Regions from separate parts of the Anser cygnoides genome. Here region 2 is linked to region 1. Evidence: chromatin contacts called from public Hi-C data. All regions are on one chromosome and are shown on one strand. The core of a region is the stretch at or near the end of the contact, and the rest is flanking DNA. Distances in the headings are between cores, read along the strand shown.

The links. A called contact is a pair of places that touch in the nucleus more often than the background predicts.
Region 2: a Hi-C map of liver shows a contact between it and region 1, with 14 times the contacts expected there. The contact joins the promoter of ZSWIM6 here to the promoter of NDUFAF2 in region 1. A contact is called at or near these places in 2 of 7 Hi-C or Micro-C datasets (both in liver).

Annotation. Positions count from the first base shown.
Region 1 is chrZ:74,573,276-74,578,374 of Taihu_goose_T2T_genome, reverse strand. NDUFAF2 (NADH:ubiquinone oxidoreductase complex assembly factor 2) reads right to left here and starts at 2,223. Exons shown (of 4, transcript XM_048051656.2): 1 at 2,013-2,223. The coding sequence starts at 2,139. ERCC8 (ERCC excision repair 8, CSA ubiquitin ligase complex subunit) reads left to right here and starts at 2,264. Exons shown (of 12, transcript XM_013180582.3): 1 at 2,264-2,421; 2 at 3,869-3,964; 3 at 4,105-4,206. The coding sequence starts at 2,345.
Region 2 is chrZ:74,712,358-74,717,208 of Taihu_goose_T2T_genome, reverse strand. ZSWIM6 (zinc finger SWIM-type containing 6) reads right to left here and starts at 3,108. Exons shown (of 13, transcript XM_066988941.1): 1 at 2,528-3,108. The coding sequence starts at 3,074.

The DNA of each region.
Region 1 (5,099 bases), core at 974-3,473:
TACTATGGTCAAGTGTGTCAGATTTTAACAGTGAGTTCCATCAGTTAGTATAATACAGAACAAATCAACAGAACAAAAAGCAAAGTATAAACGCATTCATGAAAAAGTTCCACCACCACTTCTTTGAGCGGGGAATTCTTGCTTACTTCATTCTGAATTCTTTCATTCTGCTCCTGATGACGGATTTTTTTAGATCATCTAAAGCCAAAATTAGTGACCTGTAAGCATTCATCAGTGAGATAAATATAAAACAGAATTATCAAAAATATTTTCACATAAACATCTAGTAATATTTTCCCATGTGCACTCTCCTGTACTGTAGTTACATAAAAAGGACAAAAAGAGAGAACTGTCTGTCTGTGAATTAAGACATGTATGAAAGATGTGGTATCGATTTTGAGTAATCCAAATTTCAGTTTGTGGAGCAAAATTATAACCCTTCCCTTACTTTCATTCTAAAAATAGAAGAGAAGCATGGCAAGAGTGAATAAACATTAGCCCCTTGCCAGATATTTATTCCTCGCCTGTTTTTTAATATTGTTTTAAAATTCCTGATTTCTCTCAAGCAATATCCATTTAACTGGGTTTGATCATGCGAAGTAGAAAAGAGCTTAACAGCAAACTTTCTAATAGAAAGTCGAGGAAAACTGAAGTAAACATGGTAAAGAAGTTTGTATGGTATGACTGTAAACATGATAGCTCTTGACTCTGTTTCAAGACAACTTGTATAACCTTACCCTGTCTAACAGCTCATCACCTTCATTCTCTCTTCCGTGCCAGCTCTAGCCTGCAGCTTATTCTTCATCAAGTCATTTTAAATCATTTTTCTATTAAAGTTTTCTGCAGAAAGGTCAAATAAATAACAGTGAAAAGTTAGCAGCAGTGAGAAAGAAAATAGGGAGAAGAAATCTCTCCCTTTCGGTTGCCGTAAACTCTGTATCTACCCCTCTGATACTCATAGATTCTTTTTTGTCTCTCTTTCCCTTCCGCATAAAGAGGAACGCTTTCTGAGTAAGGGAAGTTTTTATGCTGGTGAACCTCCACCTGGGATCTAAGAAGCCCTCTAAACCTTAATACAAAGCTGTGCAGAATATAGACTGCTTTCCTTAAAGTACTTTTGTATACTCCTCAAAGTCACAATAAGCCCCAGTAGTGAGAAGACCAAAAGCAAGACACACGAAGCCTGGGATTGTTACGTTGCTGTATTAACCCAGAGGAATCATTGCTGACAAAAGGGCATTCACATCATTTTCCCAAATACTTGTTCAAGCAGACCTGCTTTAAGTCACCGCGAGTTCTTCAGGAAGCTGTACAGCAAAACAAGTCAGGGAACTACTTGGAAGGCACCACTACTCCAGAAGACATTACATGTATCTGAAGGGATGATGTGTGCCCTCCCTACCCCCTGCATTTCAGGAAGGGCACTGACTTCAGTGACTGCACAGCCTCAGACCTTCTGCTTCTGCTCCTACTTCTCTGCTTTTACTCTGAAGAACATCACATAGAATGAGTCTCCACAGCCTTGGGGTGTTCTGATTGAATTGACCATGTAAAATATATGGAGTACTGCAAGCAGATAAATTAGCCTGTGTAGGGAATGAAAACATAACTGTAAAACATCGTGGTGCGTACACTCACTCACACAACTTCAGGGGTGACACCTTCAGTTAGTTACGCATGGTTGTGCAGCATTGAGAACGATGTAAGGACGTGCTATAAGCACACCTAGGTTCCTCAAATACAGACAGAAGCAGAGAAAAACGTTTTTCCTCAGAAGTGCAGCGAGGACACACGCAGGAATGCACTTTTAAAAGAGTTCAGAAGTAATGAGAAGAGCCCCCTCGCAGGCTACCTCCCCGCTGCAGGCTGGCAGCCGCGCTCTAAAACCCCTGGATAACGGGCTCCACCTCCTCCTCGCCCTACAACAGCCGCCCGGACAGACACCCGCTGCGCTCCCCACACGCCGCGCGGGCCCGCCCGGGGGCAGCGGGTAACGGCCCTGCCCTGCCTACCTGCGCGGGACTCGTGCTCGGGCACGCGGTAGTACTTGTTGCCGAACTGGTCGGTGCCCGCCAGCTCCTTGCCGGGACCGAACATCCGCAGGCGCAGGGCCCGCAGCGCCTGACGGGCCCGGCTCATGGCGGGGCGGCCGCTAACGGCCACCAACGGCCCCCAGACGCCACCACACAGCCCCGCCGCCACCCTCCGCCCCGCCCCTAGAGTCGGAGGCGGGCATGCCAGCAACGGCGCTCGCCATTGGCGGAGGCCCGCCCGCCCCCGGGCAACCCCGGCCAGCCCGGGACCAAGATGGCGGATCGGCGGCGGGTGTCGCCGCTTGGCCGCCATGTTGGGGTTCCTGTCGGGCCGCCAGGCCGGGCTCGACGACCCACTGCGGCTGCGCCGCGCCGAGGCCACCCGGAGGTAGCGGGGCCCGGGGGGACGGGGACGGGGTCGGGGAGCCCGCTGAGAGCCCGCTGAGAGCCCGCTGAGAGCCCGCTGAGAGCCCGCGGGGCCCTCACGTGTGTTGTGCTCGCCGCTGCCCGTCGGCAGCGCTGGGGCCAGCGGAGGAGCGGTGACGGGACAGAGGGGCTCGTCGGGGCTCCTTGGAATATCGCGATAACGTTTGATCGGGGAATAAGTTTCGCGGCTGTATTTCAAAGATAAATCCGGTAGGGCCAACCTCGGCTCAGTTCCTCACAGCACCCTCACGGCACCCTCACAGCTGGGAGGATTTGTGCTGCGGATTTACCCATCTGTTCCTCTCCGCTTGGACTTCTGTGGCTCTATCGCTGTAAAGGAAAATAAACTGTAAATGGTGGAAATGCTGCAATTCACGAAGCTCGTTTCTCTTGTGTATCTTTACAAAACGTGTGCTTTCTCTCCCTTCACGTGTCATTCAGCGCTGAGAAGGAAGCACAGCGTGCAGATTTTACGTAACTCAAACAACCATTTACCTAACTTTTTTTTTTCTTTCCTCCCTAAACGTTTTCATTTTGGTTTTGAAAAAAATCTTCTATAGTCTTCAGCAGATGGCGTTTGTAACTACCTTTTCAAGTCACATGCTTTAAAACGTTTCTTGAAGGGATAAAACCCCTTCACTAAAATTCAGTCTTGAGCTCAAAAGTGTTTAATTAACTATCTTGTACATGTCAAAATTCTAGCATAATTGTGTTGCTTCCTGTATTTTAAAAGGGCTTAAAGAACTTAATGCTTTTGAAGCATGTGTATAGGCATGCTGTCAGGGGTCTGCCTGTAACATTTTAAGTTTCTCACAGAAAATATTAGAAAATACTAATCACAGCTCCAAAATGTTTCAGGGAAGCTTCACCATGTGGAGGGCGTGCTTTTTATTTGATGCTGCAGAAAACATAACACCCAAAGATTGTGCCATGAGAGGAAATACTGTAATTTGTTAAACTAAACAAATCTGTCCACTAGGTGTCCATAGTTCCAAGTAGGAGCGATGGCACATAATAAAGCTTCTAAGTAACTAATATTTGTTGCAGCTGTGACAAATATTTTGTAATGTTTACCCTATGTTGTATTGTTAAACTACATTCCTGTTCTAATGCTTCGTATGTTGACCCTAAGTGCGGCTTTGGTATTCCTTTGAGCCTGTTTTACATACGTACTTCCATCTTACCTTCCAAACAACACATACTTTTTCTGTCAAATTTTCAAGTCTTATTTCCAGCATTGTATTGTGTCTGCAAGTCTAATTTTGGGGAAAAAAGAAAAAATATGGGAACGGGTTAGATGCATTGAGGAGGGGTGAAAATATGATTTTAGCTGTTTGTAACTACATAGTAACATTTTAAAGATCTGTTGTTCTTATTGTTCATCTCTGTTTTTCTTCTTTTTTTTTAAGGGTTCTCAGTTTGGAATTAAATAAAGATAGAGATGTGGAAAGAATACATGGGAATGGTATTAACAGCCTTGATATTGAGCCTGTTGAGGGAAGATAGTAAGTATGTACTTTAGTTTGGTAAAAATGTTTTTAAGCACTTCACTGTCTTTTGGTAATACCAAATTATTTTATTTCTGAACTTAATTGATCAAATTAAGATCATACGTGTAACTTGACTGCTTTATTTACCCTTTCAGCATGTTATCAGGTGGTTCCGATGGTGTTATTGTACTTTATGACCTTGAAAACCTGAGCAGAAAACCAAGTTACACATGTAAAGCACTTTGTTCCGTGGGAAGGTATGTACTCAGAAATTCTTGTAAAAGTTCATAGTGATATATGTTGAGTTACTAGCACTAAATTCACAGGTTAATGTGCTTTCTTATTTCTAGGCTATAGAAGACATGAAAATAGTGCCAGAAATCTTTGAGGAGTAGATTGTGGCTTATGTTTTTGGCATACAGGGAAAAAAAAGCAAGAAACATTGTGACAATTTATGTGGTTTACTAAGTATTGGGATTGTTGGGTTTTGTTTGTTTGTTTGTTTTTGGGTTCTAAGAGCTACTATGCATGTGCAGTGATTCATTGTTAATACTGTTTGATCACATCTCTGGTAGTTTGAAAGTTAAAATGGAGAGGATTAATTGTGCTCAAATAGAAACTAAAGTAGAGAGGTTTGCGTTGATGTAGACCATGGTCAGAGATAGTACTCCAGTCTCATATTTTGACAGTAAGAAAAAAAATCCTCTTCTATGTCACAATTCTTCACCCTTGAGATTTCTTACTAGTTTATATTAAAATCTGCTGACTTTATGCTATCACCCATGAGGCGATCACTTCATGACTGTTGTAGAAATATTTCTTGAATTAAAAAACATATATGCATCTTGGAATAATTATGTGTTTAAGGAAAGGAAAAATAACCTTTGCATAACTTGTTCAGCTAATTGGAAAAAAAAATATTTACAGTTGTGGGTTTTAGTTAGAATCACAGAATAGTTTGTTTTGGAAGTGACCTCAAAGACCATCCAGTTCCAGCCCCCCTGCCATGGGCAGGGACACCTCCCACCAGACCAGGTTGCACAAAGCCCCATCCAGCCTGGCCTTGAGCACCTCCAGGGATGGGTCATCCACAGCTTCTCTGGGCAGCCTGTGCCAGTGCCTCACCACATTCATGGTAAAGAATTTCTTC
Region 2 (4,851 bases), core at 1,859-4,358, 140 kb before region 1:
GACTTCCAGCAGCATGTAGACACCAGGATTTTGAAATTCTATGGCTTGAAACGAGTTGCTGTGAAAAGATTGTCTGAATGTTTATGCGGGGCTAGACTAAGATGTAAAATTCAGAAGCAAATGGATCCATTCAACTACCACCAAAGTGAAATTTATGCGTCCCCCTCGCAAATCAAATCTGTATCCCCTGCATATAGTAATAGTGTTACAAGCAAGTCTCTTACAACTGATATGTAATAAAATGTACTTTGTCCAATAGCTGCACTTTTCCATAGTACTACAGTAAACATTTACAGAGTTTCCATTACTCACACTGCAAAGAACATAAGTTCACATTTATATGGCTGCTAAACATGCGCTTACACAAACTCCGCGCTAAATCTCCCTCAATGCCACACATTCAGCTGCGTGACACGGAGCCGATCCCACTCCCCACCCAACCTAACTCGCCCCGGTTGAGTTTGCTTTCAGTCGCACCTCCCTGCTCCGGAGGAGACCTGTGCCAGCGGTGTCCTCCAGCAGCCCGGCCACCCGAGCCATGGGACGAGCCGACGTGTTCGCTATCGATGGCTTCCACCACTGTTTTTTTCATGGCTCTCCAAAGGAGGCTCACATAAGGTTGGGAAAGGAGAGAAAATATATGTATTTTCAGCATTTGTTTGGAATGCGTGTAAGGGCTCCAGAAGCAGCAGTCAACACTTCAGTTGTATTTATGCATATTTTCTTTCTTCATGTTGACCCTTGCCAACATTACTCAACGCCCCTCCCCTTTAGGAGCCACACAAAAAGTTACTTTTTCCTTTCACAACTACTGACTGAGGCCTATTCCACCGCTGAAAGCGAGCGAGGCAAAGCCCACGCTGGGTGTCTGTCTCCTAGGGAAGATTGCATCTTTTATTTATCGCCCCTTGGCTTTATTTTCACAGTGAATTCCTGGCTTAAATGTAATCAGCCAAGAAACCCTCCCTATGTGCACTCCTGTCATTCCTCATCGCTTGCAAACAGAATCAAGTGCAAGCAAATGGGGAAGAAAAAAAAAAACTCAGTGCTGCCAACCAAACTAAAAAAGCCCTACTTCTGGTTTTGCCAGTCCTGAGGAACCACAGATGCGCCTCAGACCTTTGGAAAGGGAGAGAAAGCCAAAAGATGAAACTTATAAGAAAGTTAATTAGATTTAGAGAGAGGAGAGGAAAAAAAAGAAGCGATTGTCTTGGAGCTGAACTCCCTCTAGGCTGGAGGGAAGGGCAGCGAGCCTAGGAACGGGAACGGAGAGCTTCCCTTCGGGAAATAAATGGCCATGCAGAGCAGCCGGCAGGCTGCGGGGGGACAGAGCCCGGCACGAACAAAAGGCTCAGAGGACGCGCCGTGCGTGAAACCATATAAAAAAATGATGATAATAATAATAACAATAATAAAAATTATGAAAAGAAGATAACACACAGTAATTCACCAGGCTCTTTTGTCTGGCTTCCCCTCGGGGGCGGGGTGTGTGTGTGTGTATGTGTGGTTGGGGGGGGGGGGGGGGGGGAAGGAAGAGACGCAAATAAACATGAAAATGGGAACAAAGTGCCCGGTCGCCGCCTCCTCCGCGGGGCACCGCCAGCCACAAAGCGCACCCCCCGTGGAAGCTGGGTCTCCCACGCGTGTTTTGGGGGGGGGGGGGACGTCTCTCCTCGCCCCCCACCCCCCCTTTCGGGGGGGTGGGGGGCGAGGAGAGACGTCCCCCCCTCCCCTCCCCTCCCCTCCCCGCAGGAACAGTGCGCCCACCTCCGTGCCCCTTTAAAGGCAGGCAGCAGCAGCAGGAGGAGGAAGAGGAGGGAGCATTGTTCCAGCAGGAGGAAGCGCAGCCCCCCACCCTCCCCCCAGCGTTGTCACCGCTGTTGTCACGAAGCTCCTCGCCCCCCCCCCCCCAAAAAAATAAAATAAATAAAACAAAAATAACACGCACGCTGCGGATTTCGTGTGTCCACCCCCCCCACCCCCGGTCCCTCCCGCTCGCCGCTGCCCTAGAAATGCCTTTGTTCGCGGTTCCCCCCACACACCCTCCTCCTCCTCCTCCTCTTCCTCCCCCGCACCGCAGACCGGGGGGTCTCGCACCCGTTTTCGCTTCTCTTTATTTCGGAGCACGCCGCATTCCTCCCCCCCCCCCCCCCTTTAAACCCCCCCTCCCCAAGCCTTCTCCTCCCCGACCCCCCCCCCCCCCTTTCCCCAAACCCGCCCCCGTGTGCCGCCTTCTGCTGATTCATTTCCACCGGCGGCGGCTCCGTGTGCGTGTTATGTGTGCAAGTGAGCGTGCAAGGCGGGGGGCACCCCCTCCCCACGGCAGCCCCCTGGGGGGGGGGGCACGGCACGGCGGTGACCCGGATTACCGGGGGTGGGCGCTGCGAGGGGGGCAGAGCCCGGCGGGATTACCGGCGGTTAAAGGGACAGCACCGGGGGGGGGGGGGGAGGAAGGCGGCGGGGACACACGGACACACGCGGGGACACACGGACACACGCGGGGACACACGGACGCGCGGTGACTCACCGACTTGCAGGACGTTGTCCACGCAGCCGCCGTCGAGCAGCGCGATGCCCCTGCGGAAGGGCAGGCGGCTCTCGTCGGCGGCGGCCTCCGCGGCCCCGCCGGGCGCGGTGCCGGCCCCCCCGGCGGCCGCGGCGGAGGCTGCGGAGACGGAGACGACGGCGGAGACGGCGGCGGGGTCCTCGGCGCCGGTGTTGAAGGAGGAGTACATGCAGATCTCCCTCTCGCTGCGGGGGAACGACCAGTAGACGATCCTGCGCTGCACCGGCTCCGGGATGCGCTCGAAGCGCTCCTCCACCCGCTGGAACGGCCACTTCTCCGCCACCTTGCGGGCCGCGATGTCCAGCAGCGACTCGGGGCTCTGCGTCTTGCCCAGCGGCAGCAGCCCCAGCGCGGCGGCGGCGGCTGCGGAGGAAGGCCCGGCGCACAGCGCCCCGCCGCCGGGCCCCCCGCCGCCGCCCGCCCGCTGCCCCGGCCGGCAGCCCGGCCCGTAGCCGGGTCTGCAGCACAGGCGCTTGGCGGGGGGAGGGAGCTGTCCGCGCTCCGCCATGATCGCGCCGCTTCTAAGCGGGCGGCGGAAGTGGCGGTAGCCTATAACCGGCACCGGGCGGACGGCCGCCGCCGCCGCCGGAGGACACGCCCCCCGTGCCCTTATATGGCGGCGGGGGCGTGGCCAGCGCCTCGCCCACGGGAGGGAGGGGGGAGGCGAGCGCCCGCCCGCCCGCACACGCACACACGCACACACGCACACACACGCACGGCCCCCGCTGACGTCACGCGCTCGGTGTGGGAAAAAGGGGGCGCGGCCCCGCCCCGCCCCGCCCCGCCCCGCCGCTCCCCCCCCCCTCCCTCCCTCCCCGCTGACGCCGCGCAGGGAGCGGAACGCGGGGGCGGGGCCGCCTCAACCCGGTCACCTCTGCGGCGCGGGGCGCGCGCAGTAGGAGGAATACGGTAAGGGCCGGGCGCGTGCCGCGGGGGGGGCAGCGCACCGCGCGCAACTCGCGACATTACGGTAGCGGCGGCGGGGCCGGGCCCCGGCGGTGGGATGGCGGCCGGGCGGCCCGCAGGTGAGTGCCCGCCGCCGCGCCGCCGGGACCGCCGGGGGGGGGGGCTCGGCCCGGCCCCGACCCCCGCGGGGTGCCCGGCCGTTAGGTGGGGGCCTTGTGGCGCGTTCCGAGCCGGAGCGGCCGCCCGGTGCCTCAGCGGGCGCCGGGAGCCGTGCGGTAACGGCGCCGTGCCTTGGGAGCAGCGGGGAGCGCCAGCAGCCGCGTGGCTGGCCTGGGGGTAGCACCGAACTGTTCCACCCGCAGAGATTCCCTTTGTCTCTAGGTACCGACCCCCCCCCAGCTCCGTTTTTATTCGTTTATCCGTTGGCGGGGCGCTGCGCCGTGCTGCCGGGCAGCTGGGGGTCGCCGTGGGCGCCCCTTGTGCGGGCGGCCCGCTGGCCTCGCGTACCGGGCTCCCACCGGATCGTGGGGGTGCTGAGGAGCCTGAGCGCTCCCGGCAAGAGGCGGGCGTGCTGAGCTTCCTCTTGCGGCTAACGTGGCGCTGATTCCGGTGTGTCCGGGATCAGGGAAAAGAAACGCCTGTCGCGGTGAAAACTTAACGACTTTGCGATCGCACACGGCAGCAGAGGGAAAATGTATTTAATTTTGTCCCCATCGCTTAGTCGTTGCTAATAATTTTTCGCATCTTGAAGCAATTTTTCTTCTACGTCGCTCTAGCACTATTTCTGTTTTAAGCAAGCGTCTAGCGAGTCAGTAGAAATGCTCTTCTAAATTGGGTAATGGCTGTGCCTTAACAGGTCTTAGCCACCTGCTGCAATAAAAATAACACGTTGGTGCTATTGGAGGAATTCTTCCTGTCACAGCAAAGAAGCTTTACAGTAAAAATTGAGGAACAAGAAGAGTGAGAAGTACACCAATGAAAAATAGAAATTCCCTAACAGGCAAAAGTAGCCCGTGTGTCTGTTACCTCAACTTAGTCATTCTTAGGTCTTTTCAGGTCTTTTCCATTATCAAATTCACTTACAAAATCCAAGAGAAAAGCCCACAGATCCACTTTCTCCATCCATCTACCACTCAGCAGGAATAGCTACTTCCCACTAAGTCTATGAATATTAATAGCTACACGGGGTGCTATTGAAGCTTTTTTCTTTCCTGGGCTAGGAAGTACACGAAGAGGTAATGGCATCTTTGCTTTTGAAATTATGCCGTAAGCAACAGCTACGCTTCTCCTTGGGCTCCTTCTGCATCGATGTAGCAGCGTAACAGCTCACAAATTATACTCTGAAGTTCCTTTGTCCTGCCAGTATTGCCGCTTGAGCT